Regions from separate parts of the Mus musculus genome. Here all the other regions are linked to region 2. A link is a contact called in public HiChIP or PLAC-seq data. All regions are on one chromosome and are shown on one strand. Each heading gives the region's core, a stretch centred on a gene start, on an enhancer-like site or on the middle of the called end of the contact. The rest is flanking DNA. Distances are from core to core; before and after follow the strand shown.

Region 1 (2,842 bases), core at 116-2,615, 450 kb after region 2:
TAGATGAAGATATAGAACTCTCTGCTCCTTCTGCACCATGCCTACCTAGATGCTGCCATGCTCCCACCATGATAATGGACTGAACCTCAGAACCTGTAAGCCAGCCCCAATTAAATGTTGTCCTTGTAACAGTTGCCTTGGTCACGGTGTCTGTTCACAGCAGTAAACCCCTAATCAAGACACAGGGTAAGTAGCAGTAAGATAGGAGGAAAGACCAGTCCTGTGTTTGCTGATGCCAGCATGTGTGTGAGTAAAGGTCCACTTAGCCAGGGGGAGGCCCAGTGACCCATGCTGACTCAATGGCTCTCAGCTTGCTCGTTCACTCTCCAAATAGCACCCCCTCTTTTAAAAACAGGTTGTCAGCAACCTCCTCATTTCCACAAACCACACCTCAAAGGGAGAAAATCTGGCTAAGAAGACCTGTGCTAACCCTGCTGATCATAGACTTTCCTGTCCCTGCCGGCAAGGTCTGAAAGAAGCTAAAATCAGGTCCCCTTGAGAAAAAGTCTCTGTACTTTTGTATTTGTGTTAAGAGATAAAAAGCAGCCATTTCCTATAGTCCCTCACCCTGTGAACATGTCAGAACCAACAATTACAAAGAGAACGTCCACAGCCTGCAGCCCTGAATGGAGCTCAGCTTAGTTGGAGAGAAGAGGACACAGTCCTTTCAACAAGGCCACGTACAAATATTCCATATCTTAACTCTGGTCAGTATGGTAGGCACGTGGCCTTCAAGTGAGGGTCCCTGACCCAAGAGGATTCCAGATGAGAAGGCTCCCAAGAAGCTACAAAGCCAGAAACGTCACTGTCATAAGGGCCCCACCTGCCATGCCCTGCCTGCCATGCCCAGGTCTCTGTCTGTCTGTCGAGACCCTGTTCTAGCACAAAGTAACCGGATGGCATCAACCGTTCTAGGTAGAAGGCAAAGTTTGGGGATTAGGACCCGAGATCCCACCCTCAAGTCACGATTGCGATAATCATCCCAGTTTGAGAAAGGGTGGCGCAATAAAGGTCCCCGATGCTGCCCAAAAGCTTACCAGACCAATTTTAAACAAAACAAAACAAAAGTACGAGGACAGTCCGCGCTCACCAGCTGAGGCGTCCAGAGGACGCTCAACGTCCGCGCCGTCCCCTGAGGCCCACCGGCCCCGAGTCCGGCCAGGACCACGTGAGGCCGCGCCCCGGCCTAGTTGCAAACCAACCCGTCCCGAGAGCCACAGGCGGCTGGCGACAGAAACGGGCGGCCCGGGACTCCCTGTGGCCGTCCCCTAGCTCACCTGAAAACCCGGCCGCGCTTTCCCAGGTTTCACGTGGAACCCTTGCCGGGTGCGGAAGCTCCTTGCCCGGACAAGCCCGGCTTCGGCTACCTGTCTATTGGTTCTCTGGGGCGTAGCGCCCGCCTAAGGACTCTTCTGATTGGTTGATCCTGCTCCTCCTCAGTAAGTGTGCCAACTGGAAGGGGTGGGGCTACCGAAGGAAGAGGGCGTGGCCTGCGCCGGGATAGGGCAGCGTTTAGGAGGTTAGCATAAAACCGAATGGAACGTCCGGTTTCTGACCCGACGCCTAGTGAACCGCAACCTTCAAAGACTTAAAGCCTCAAAGAGCACATCCCGATCTGCCTCGGGGAACTGCAGCCCCTCCAGGCTTGGGGTTGTGAGAAGTCCGTGAAATAATACAGTATTCGTTAAACTTGGGGGAAAAAAAATCAGGTTTGCTTCTTCTGCACTGCTTTTTCAATATTTATTTGATTTGGGTTTTTTGTTTGTTTATTTTTTGTTTTGTTTTTTGAGACAGGATCTCAAGCTGTCCTCTCATTTTCTTTTTTTTTTTTTTCTAGTGTCAAGTTCACATAATGTCCTCGCTTTTTCTGTGTTAGCTGTGAATGAGCCTCTTGCCTCTGCCACCCTAGTGCTGGGATCACGCGTTTTGCCACCACACTCATCTTAAGTATTCCTTTGTGATTTTTTTTTTTTAGGAATGGGAGAGTTGCTCAGCGGTAAAAAAGGTGCTTGCTCTCTCTGTAATCCTGACAATCTGAATTTGATCCCTGAACCTTCTTAGCCTAGGCAGCTCTGGGCGTGGTTGCACACACCTTTGATCCCAGCACTCCGGAGGCAGAGGCGGGTAGATCTCCGAGTTCCAGGACAGACTGGTGTACAGAGCAAGTTCCAAGATAGCCAAAGCTACGCAGAGGAGAGAGGTAGAGAGGGGGAGAGGGAGAGACAGAGGAAGAAGAAGACGGAGGGAGGGCAGGCGAGCCAGATGCAGTGGTATTTATCTGTGACCTCAGTAACTCCTACAGTTAGATGATATATGGAGACAGAAAAACTAACTGGAGCTCTCTGGCCAGCTAGGGTAGGCAGAAACGAGATACCCCAATCAACAAGAAACTCCCTGAGCCAGGCGGTGGTGGCCCACGCCTTTAATCCCAGCACATGGGAGGCAGAGGCAGGCAGATTCTGAATTCGAGGCCAGCCTGGTCTACAGAGTGAGTTCCAGGACAGCCAGGGCTACATAGAAAAACCCTGTCTCGAAAAACCAAAAAAAAAGAAAGAAAGAAAGAAAGAAAGAAAGTCCCTGAAGTTGTCCTTTAGCCTGCATATGTGTGTTCAGCCCCTGCCCCTCCATGCACACACACACTTACACACAAAACAGGTTTTTAAAAGTAAGTTTAAAAAGGGAAAGCCGGAGGAGCTCATGGGCCCCAGAAGCAAATCTACTATTTTGCTAAACTGACAGCATCAATCTGCCCTTAAAATCCGTATACTCAAACATTCTGCTGGTGCAGCCCCAGACCTCATTAGAGAAGTTTCTTTGTGCGGTGGGTAGCCCCTAACACAGA
Region 2 (2,700 bases), core at 32-2,531:
GACCAAGTCCTGGCCACCTAAACAGTGACAGGCCACCTCAGGACTACTTCAACTGGGTGAAGATGGTATGTGGAGAGGTTCCTTGTCTCGTCTTAGTGGGAGGTACCAAGGTACCACCTGAGACAGAGGAGAGGGTCCTATACCTGTGAGACAGGATGATCTTCTTCATGTTGTCGGCCATGAGGAAGTTGTAGAACCTGCGGCACTGGTCCCACTGCATGAAGGTCTCCTGGGCCCTGCGGGGACCACAGAAAGTTAGACTCCATGACGGGCATGAGGGGCTCTGTGGGAAGTACAGGCTGGCTTTGACTCTCATGTTGGATAACAGCTCTGATGTGTAGCATTCAAACATCCGGGGAGAAGCCAAGAGTCTCTCTGAAGACGACCCTGCAGGAAGCCTCCAAGGCCAGAAAGGCACAGCTGGTTGTCAGCAGCACGCCTGACGCCCACCTGGCTTGCTGAGATCTGCTCCAGTAGATTTTCTTTTTAAAAAGTGGGGAGCATAAAGGTGTAATGTGCTTAGAAACCAAAAGCTGAGGCTTCCAGTGGAGAACAACACACCTTCGGAGGTCGGAAGCCACTGTCGTGCCTGGGACCTCTACAGGTACAGAAAGATCATCACAGGTGGGCCACTAGGAACACGTGCCTAATACCTTTTTCTTCTTAACCATCAAGCCACAACCTGTTGCTACTCGACTTGGTTCCTCCCCTCTTGACCTTTGACCCCTGTTGCCGCTTGATCCGGGTGAGAAGGCACTTCTCTGAGCTGCCACATCCCATGTGGCAGACGCAGGCTTCAGCCATAGGTCAACCACGTACTAAAGAATCGGCCTACTCCATCCCCCCGCCACCCCCCATTGCACGGGGCTCATGTGACAATAGGCAACTGTATGTAACTCTTAGAGGTAACAGGGAAGGAGTGGAAAAAGACGCATTTCACAGATCCTAGGTTCCTATTGCATTCAATCTTATTTGAACCCCTTACTTTGTTCACTGTGCTGATCATCTACTGACAGCAGATGGCGCTATTGCTGCAAAATGCGAGGAAGCCTGTGCTTGTAAGATTGGGGCATTGAGCAGGAGGGAGGGAGGAGAGGACAAATTTGTCACAAGCTTCCTATTTATAAAGCCCAGTGCTCTGTGCACACTAGGTTAGCATTTACAGCAAGCTCCCTGGTGCTGAAGTCAGGGAGGGAATCTAGTGGTTTCTAACACTAAAGATGACAGGATGCTGACTGTCACATCAGCTGTCAGGTAAAGGCAGGGAGGACCCCACATCTCTAGGCCCTGCTCCCTCGGGTCAGGTGGCAGGCTGTCTGTCCTCCTGAGTATCCTTTTCTTATCCAGGCTGGGCAGGACAGATTCTGGCTAGCTCTGGATCTCTGTGACATGATCTGGGAGTTGAATATTTCTCACTGGGCCAAGATAAAGGGAATACGGATTCAGCCATCTACAGGCCAAGAGGCTAACCTAGTTCTAGAATGCCAGAGCTCAGAGACTGCTCAGGTCACCACACCCAGTGACTGCTTAACGTGGGACCATCTACAAAACGGGTCTGGAAGGCAAATTCCCAGGCTTTACCAAGTTAGAGTTTCCAGATGTGGGGCTCTGCCGGGCTGAGCTTCTTTCTAGCATGATCCCCTCAAGCGACTCTTCTGTTTTAAACCTTCCTTGTTATTATTGTGTGTTCAGGATGATGTGTGGGGGTGAGCATGCCATGGCACACAGTGGAGGTCAGAGGACAGCTGCGTTTTGGGGATCAGACTTACCCAGCAAGCCCCTCATTCACCAAGCCATTCTGCCAGCCACCCCAGCGATTCTCAAAGAACCGAGACAGCCAATGGCTCACCAGACTGGCCTCTGGGATCCCCTGACCTAACCCACCCTCTCTAATTTTCCAGTGAACAGTAATGATGCAGCCGACAATTCCGTTCTGTGGCTGGGTGCTGTGCTGAGCACTTCACACATGACCTCATCCTGTATAGCGTGTCTGCTGACTGGAGACTAAGGGCTGAGGTATTTGCTCCCGCGGCTTCTCTGGGAGGATGGCTGGGATGCCTGAGAGAAGAATCCTTCAGGTGAGGACCTGCTGAGGAGATTTCCACAAGCTGCTTCCGACACCATCTGAGACTCAAAGCCTCCACTGGATGGGGGGACCTGGGGGTCACAAGGCCCAGGGGGTCGGATGCTGCTGTCTGCTGTGCTCTCTTGTTAACTCGTAGTCCTGCCGTATTCTGGAAACTCAGACACGATCCGAGACTCCCTAGAGAAGCAGCAGTCACTTTGATGATCCGATTACGGACCTGATCCTAGAGTACTATACAGACCTCAGGTGTAACAAGCCCTAGGACGACACGGAGGCAAACCCATTTGAGCCTAAGTGTTGGAAACCTTTGCTCAGTCTGCAAGGTGCTCCCTGGACCCTGCTGTCCTGGGCGAGCTCTATAAACAAGTACTGTCAACTGAAGGACCCAAGGGGAGAAACCTGTGTGTGTGTGTGTGTGTGTGTGTGTGTGTCTCTGTGTGTGTGTTGGATGACTCACCTCAGTGCGCTGTACCCCTGGCACACACTGACACAGCACAGGACCTTTTCCTGGTTTGCCTGCGTCTCCCCCAAGTATTTGCACACGATGTTACCACCCAGGCTGAAGCCCACGACGACCAGCTGGGTCTGGGGATATGTCCTCTTGATGTAGTTCA
Region 3 (2,943 bases), core at 306-2,805, 300 kb after region 2:
GGATTAAGGCGGTGACTTCTCTTCCCTTAAATCGGCAGAGGAGCTGACTTCAGCCTCAAAAATCTAGACCCTAATTCTGACTCTGTCCCTAAATCAATGACCTGTAAAAAGTCATTGCATTGTTGTAGATTCCCTTCCCTAGGGGAGATGCCATAGGTGCTTTTCAGGGTCTAGACACCAGCCCACTGCAACACCCAGAGGCAGAAGCACCAAGGCAAGCTACCTCACAGAAGATCTTCCCGTTGCCTCCCACTGACACTCCCCACCCCACAGAACTGGAATTAACATGCCCACCAAACCTCTGGGACCTGAGATGCTCTATAGTGAGACTAGTGAATGCCCGCTCCAGAGCCTAGCTCCGGATTGCGGGCAGCAGCAAGTCCGAATAATTTGGGCGGGATTCTTCTTCCTGAAGCAGACAGCCCTCCACACCCACAGCTTACTGACACGCTGTCACCCTCCCACCCAGCCCTGGTATTGGAAGGGTTGCAGAAAAGCGCAGAAATGGAAAAACTTCGGGACCGTCCTGCATCCCCATGTCTTCTTTCCACCTCGACAAACGCCCGATCTCCCCTGGGAGCAGTAGCCCTGTCCCAGACTCAGCTGATATCTTTCCTCCTCTTTCCTACCGCTTTGAGTATCCTGAGATCCCTGCCATAAACCCAATGGGACCCACGAGTTTTCTCATCCTTTCTCAGGTATCTGCCGCCTATCTGATCAGCTGTTCATGTAACTTTGTTGATTCTCTGGTCAATTGGCCTTCCCAAGAGAAGATGAAAGCCTTATGGGGCACCCAGAGGACAGGGGGGGGGGGCGCGTTGGGGGGGGGAGTGGGATTTGAACCCACATTTCCTTGGCTTTAAAACTGCTACTCGCTCTACACTTCAGTTTAGCGCCCCCATACCTTAAACTTGAAAAATCTCTGGTCTTTCTTAATTCTGTGTACTCAGAGCTGGAGCCCCTCCACGTGTTCCCATTCACTTTGAGTCCGGGCAGCAGTTGAGTTTGCTCAACTTCCGTGTGCATGCAGCGGAGGTCGTGAGAGTCTCAACACACATACCCAATGTGGGCACCAAGGCACGCCACCCCCAGCACCTAGGCGCCTGTCCTCAGCAGCATTCCCAGATGCCCTGGGACAGAGCTCCCCTGGAGAGAAGGAGCCTTTTCTTTACCTTGAAGAGTTGGACTCGCTCCTCCAAGAACTTCAGTCCTTTATCCCTGCGAAGCAGCTAGGGATTCCTGGGGGCTGCCAGCCCCGGGTCTTGCTGCGCTGCAGCAGGGATGCTCTGCGCGGGGGGGGGGGGGCCCTGCGAACCCCTTCTCCCGCCGGCGTCTTCTCCGCAAGTCCCCTCGGGCGGTGGCCGCAGTGGTGGCTGGCTGACTAGGTTTCGGAGCAGGGTCGATGAAGGGAAGGGACACAGAAAGGTGCCCGAACTCCCTCGGCACCTGCGTCAGATGCTAGCCGGCGAGGATGCGGAGAGAGAGTGAGGGACCTTGAGCCGTTCCGCACGCGTCCTCAGCTCTGTGAGCCCCTCTGGCACCGCGGGGAGGTAGGTGGGCGGGAATGGTGCGCGGTGACACATACATAGGGGCGGGCGGGGGAGGGGAGGGCACACACGAGGGGTGGGGGCGAGCGCACAGGGAAACCCCACCCCCGGGGCCAATCTGCGGGGGGAGGGGAAGGCAGAAACGTCCGGAGCGCGCAGGACCCGGGCTGGGGACCGCGCTCAGCTGGGGAAGGCTCCGGGCGCGCAGGGCACGAGAGGAGCGCGGACCCCGCAGCTCCTGGGGCCGCGGAGGAAAGCTGTGCGGGCAGCACTGGAGGGCCCGCGTCTGCATTGCGGTCGGCAGCTCCGCAGTCCAGGCGGCCCCGGAGGGCTGCGCCCGCAGAGTGCCGAAGGCACCCGGCTCCTGCTGTCAGGGTAGCAGTCCGGTGCTGGGGTTGGGGTCGGGGTGTTTCCCTGGTATCGGGATGCGATTTGCAGCTGATACCCAGAAAGATGCCATCGCACAGGACGACCCCCTACTCTGGGAATGCGATTTGAAAGAATCTTCATAGAACACTGTTGGAAAGTTTTGGGGGTGGGGTACCCCGAGACGCAAGGGCGGAGAGAGGAGATGAGGCAGCTACAGAGGCACAAGGCACAAGGCTGAGGGCGCGGGGAGGGGTGTCTTCAAAACGCAACATAGACCAAGGACATCTCAAGCAGGAATTCGCTACGGCCTGGCCTCTACAACACTCTTTAATAAATTTGTTTCCCGGAAAAAGAAAAATCTAAGAGTCTTTGGATCCCTTCTATAAGCTAGTTGCAGCATACAGTGATTTTAATTTCTCTAACGAGTCCAATAAGTTAAATATTACAACACTACCTCTCACCTCCCAACAATGCTCACATATACCATGGGGCTCAGAAAGTGGTGGAGTTGTCCAGCAAGTTGGGGCTAACTTCAAGTCAAGGTCACCCCTCACAGGAGCAGCTAGCTGGGCAAGCTGCAGTGTGTTTGGGGGCTGGGGATTCAGACCGCTGCTGGCCTTGAGAGGAAGCGGGTGTTCTTCTCATTAAAGCACAGTGGCCTCAGGCAGTGCAGTGGAAATCTCCCGAATCTCTCACTGGGCAAGAAGTGGGTTCTTTGCAGACTACAGAGAGAACCGACCAAGTTTTTTCTTGATGAGAGGTCAGAAGTGATGTGCCTCAGTTTCCCCAGGTTGACTATGCTGGAATTGTGTGCATACCTCACTGGCTAGTGGTCTTTGGGACTGGCCCTGGCCCAGAGCATTCTTTGACTGTTTCTTTCTTGTACAGGGGGTGAAGCCCAGGGTGGGCTGTGGCTCAGGTGTTCTGTTGGGTGGCCTGCCTTCTTTCCCACCTGTATATTGGCTGCTCTGGGTCACAGTCAGCACATTTCAATGGTAGTCAGCGCTGCTCAGAGGCTAGTGTGTTT
Region 4 (2,974 bases), core at 156-2,655, 270 kb after region 2:
TCATGGCTTTCCAACTGATTTTCTCCTCCCTTTTGGACTTGACCTGAAGCATCAGCTTTTTCTGGGGTTTGAACATGTGGAGTTTCAAACTGAAGATGTGTAGCCAGGTGCTCTGGCCTCTTTTTGAGTCTCTGCAACTCTGGGGACCCACAGCCTCCACTTGTATTGACTTTATTCTCTCCCTCTCCCCCCCCTCCCCCGCACACACACACAGAGTCATGCAAGGGCATATCTTCTGCTGAAATGAAATGATTGGTCAGTAGTGGAGCACACATGTGCAAACCAATCGACTGCATGCCAATCATATGAAAGTATGGGGAACATAATTATGTATATAGTACATGAGGCTTGGTAATGACAGATCTGTTGCAACCACCACTTAAAGCTCTCCCTTGAACAGTAGGGATCCCCAACTCCAGCCAGCAAGCATAACTGAATTTATCAAGCCATCATCTGGAGCAGTGGCCTTCAGCCAGCTGTATGTGGAAACAATCTGGACCTCATGGTACCACTGCCCTGGAGGGTACACAACCATGCCACTCACACACCTTCTGAGACCTGCACTGTGTGACACCATGCCCCACATGCAGCAGCAGCAGCAGCAGCAGCAGCAACAGCATTTACTTTTGGTCTAAGAATAATAAAGGAAGCCTTGGGGATGGGGCAGTGGTAGAGGACAGATGGGATCTGCAGCCACAGAGAGCATCCTTCATGGAGACAGCACCCTTCCCCCTGGCCTCCAGATCCCAGCCTCAGCTCTGTTGGAGTCCAACCGTCCAGCAGGTGTCGCTCTCTGTTTAGTCACCATAGGCTGGGCCAGCGCAGGGATCAGGGCGCAGCACCCGTAGGAGCATCAAGATTGTGGGGAGGGGAGACACTGACATTTCCATCCAGGGGTTCCTGGGGAGGAACAGTCTGGGCCCAGGACAAGGGGACCCTTTCCTGTCTCTGGAGCTTGGCATTTTTGACCATCAGTCCTCGACCCAGGCCTGAGAAATGAAAGGCCTGTCTGTGCGGCTGAGGGCATAGAGGCACATGACCCCTTGTGCTGTAGGAAGTCTGGAAAGTTCCACAGTTCTGAGAAATGGCCCCTTGCTTCTCCTTAGGGATTTTATGACTTAGATACTAACTTAAAAAAATAAATTTCTGGGGCCCCAGGTCTGGCACTTTGAGGAGACACAGAGTTGGAGAGGGGTTCTTGTTCAAGATCAGTGAACCAGTCAGGGCTAGGAAATGGTTTCCTGGAGGGTCAAGGAAGATCAGCCTGAGGTGTGTTTGCAGAGGGACCTTTACCCAAGACCCAGACACAAAGCTAGCCTGTTCCTCCCTCAGAACACCCTTCACTTGGAAGTCTTGTGTATGTTTCGGAGTTGTGTTTCTTCCCTCGCTCTCTGAACAAGCTGGACATTGTCTGGGATGCAATGGTGCTCTGTGGGGTTTGGGCTGGCTCTGTTTTTCTCCCTGGCTTAGACCAGGAAATGTGAAGGAATGAAAGGGAGGGGGCTGGTGCGGAGTAGGCAGCAAGACTAATTTTATTTCTTCTTCTTAAAAACTTTGGGATAGAATTATCGCAATAAATATGCTCTTGTGTTTGTGTGTGTTTTCTCAGTTGTAAAGAAAAATAGGGAGCAATTCCATTCTGTCTGGGTTCCAAGCCTCTCAGAGACTCAGTGAGGCTTTTATGTGAGGATACTGACTTTGCCAGCCCACGCTCACTCGTGGACAGAGAGACCTTTCTCAATGGGAAGGAAAGCGAGGCCGTGGGAAGGGATGGTACATGAAGGGTGTTGAGGATGGGGAGATGAGAGGAAGGCCTGAGATGGACAGCAGTGGGAGCTCAGAAGCACGGGGATGGCCCAGCAGAAAGCCTCAAGGATCCTTGTGTGCCAGGGATTGATCAATTGTTAGAAGCTTGACCAGGAAAAGCTGCAGGTTCCTGCTTTTCATATCTCTGTCTCTGTCTCTGTCTCTGTCTCTCTCTCTGTCTCTGTGTGTGTGTGTCTGTGTGTTTCTGTCTCTCTCTGTGATGTGTGACTGCATGCACGCATGTGCATGTGTGTCAGTCTGTCTTTGTGTGTATGTCTCTGTATGTATGTGCCTGTGTGTTTGTGTGCATACGTGTGAATATGGTCCATAGTTGGAGGCAGGGACTTCATCAGATCACATCATTGAAAGTGTAGCTCATTCTCTCATTCTGAATTCCTTTTTTAGCAGCTCTGTCAAGACTCAGACCCAGGTCCTGGCCCTGCCGGGTCACTTACTGCCTATTAACACAAGACCTGTTCTTGCTGTTTCACAGATGGAGTGAGATGTCTTGCCAGTCAGTTCTTCTCATCTGGGCTGGGCACTGTGCCTTTGGCACTGTACACACACAGGCTGTAGCATCAGCAGGGACCCACCAGTGCCACTCTCTCCCACCAGCCTGTGTGAAACACTTAGAACCCGTGAATTGGGGACGATGGAAATAGATGTGGGAGGGGAGGCTTCCTACCTGACAGGAGGATCAGGCCAGGTGACTTTTCATAAAGAAAAAACTGTTTTCATTCAAAAGCAACACCACTGCCCTTCCAAAAGCTAGAGAAACAGGAAACAGGGAAAAGGAAAAAGGAAGAGGAGGAGGAGGAAGAGGAGGAGGAGGAAGAGGAGGAGGAGGGGGAGGAAGAGGAGAAGGAGGAGGAGGGAAAGGGAGAGGAGGAGGGGGAGGAAGAGGAGGAGGAGGAGGGGAGGGAGAGGAGGAGGAGGAGAAGGAAGAGGAGGAGGAGGGGGAGGAAGAGGAGGAAGAGGAGGAAGAGGAGGAGGGGGAGGAAGAGGAGGGGGAGGAGGGGGAGGAAGAGGAGGGGGGGAGGAAGAGGAGGAGGAGGAAGAGGAGGAGGGGGAGGAAGAGGAGGAGGAGGAAGAGGAGGAGGAAGGAGAAGAAGAAGAGGAAGAAGAAGAAGAGGTAGAGGAAGAAGAAGAAGAAGAGTTCTCCTACATC

Evidence for each region. HiChIP or PLAC-seq counts read pairs in DNA pulled down with a chosen protein or histone mark.
Region 1: a contact with region 2 is called in an H3K27ac HiChIP or PLAC-seq map of the NIH/3T3 cell line, with 4 times the contacts expected there. The contact joins the promoter of Aen here to the enhancer-like site in region 2. A contact is called at or near these places in 4 of 39 promoter capture datasets (the HPC-7 cell line, embryonic stem cells, pre-B cells and 1 more), 11 of 115 datasets of contacts at active chromatin or transcription factors (the NIH/3T3 cell line, T-cell acute lymphoblastic leukemia, embryonic stem cells and 6 more) and 1 of 9 other capture datasets (liver).
Region 3: a contact with region 2 is called in a FOXA1 HiChIP or PLAC-seq map of pancreatic cancer cells. The contact joins the promoter of Acan here to the enhancer-like site in region 2. A contact is called at or near these places in 7 of 39 promoter capture datasets (the 3T3-L1 cell line, the C10 cell line, cranial neural crest and 4 more), 1 of 484 Hi-C or Micro-C datasets (embryonic stem cells) and 2 of 115 datasets of contacts at active chromatin or transcription factors (embryonic stem cells and pancreatic cancer cells).
Region 4: a contact with region 2 is called in a FOXA1 HiChIP or PLAC-seq map of pancreatic cancer cells. The contact joins two enhancer-like sites. A contact is called at or near these places in 1 of 15 datasets of contacts at CTCF or cohesin (the NIH/3T3 cell line), 5 of 484 Hi-C or Micro-C datasets (the G1E-ER4 cell line, embryonic fibroblasts and embryonic stem cells), 2 of 115 datasets of contacts at active chromatin or transcription factors (embryonic stem cells and pancreatic cancer cells) and 1 of 9 other capture datasets (embryonic stem cells).

The regions. Positions count from the first base shown.
Region 1 is chr7:78,894,450-78,897,291 of GRCm38.p6, reverse strand. It overlaps Aen (apoptosis enhancing nuclease), which reads right to left and starts at 1,365. Exons shown (of 4, transcript NM_026531.5): 1 at 1,278-1,365. Gm39039 (a long non-coding RNA gene) reads left to right here and starts at 1,510. Exons shown (of 2, transcript XR_882236.1): 1 at 1,510-1,709.
Region 2 is chr7:79,348,287-79,350,986 of GRCm38.p6, reverse strand. It overlaps Abhd2 (abhydrolase domain containing 2), which reads right to left. Exons shown (of 11, transcript NM_018811.6): 6 at 2,544-2,700; 7 at 144-236. Gm24224 (a long non-coding RNA gene) reads left to right here. Exons shown (of 4, transcript XR_003946649.1): 2 at 1,902-2,700. Among named protein-coding and RNA genes, the nearest start is that of Gm24224, 4.2 kb to the left of the region's middle. Within about 2 kb of position 1,281, at least 40 of the 459 cell types and tissues checked have an H3K27ac peak or open chromatin away from gene starts, as enhancers often do. A contact at or near this core is called in the NIH/3T3 cell line, neural progenitor cells and pancreatic cancer cells, where this site is marked.
Region 3 is chr7:79,051,838-79,054,780 of GRCm38.p6, reverse strand. Acan (aggrecan) reads right to left here and starts at 1,555. Exons shown (of 18, transcript NM_001361500.1): 1 at 1,173-1,555. Gm26633 (predicted gene, 26633) reads left to right here and starts at 1,458. Exons shown (of 3, transcript NR_132432.1): 1 at 1,458-1,550.
Region 4 is chr7:79,078,787-79,081,760 of GRCm38.p6, reverse strand. The region is part of intron 1 of Acan (aggrecan); the gene reads right to left. Among named protein-coding and RNA genes, the nearest start is that of Gm26633, 27 kb to the right of the region's middle. Within about 2 kb of position 1,405, at least 14 of the 459 cell types and tissues checked have an H3K27ac peak or open chromatin away from gene starts, as enhancers often do. A contact at or near this core is called in pancreatic cancer cells, where this site is marked.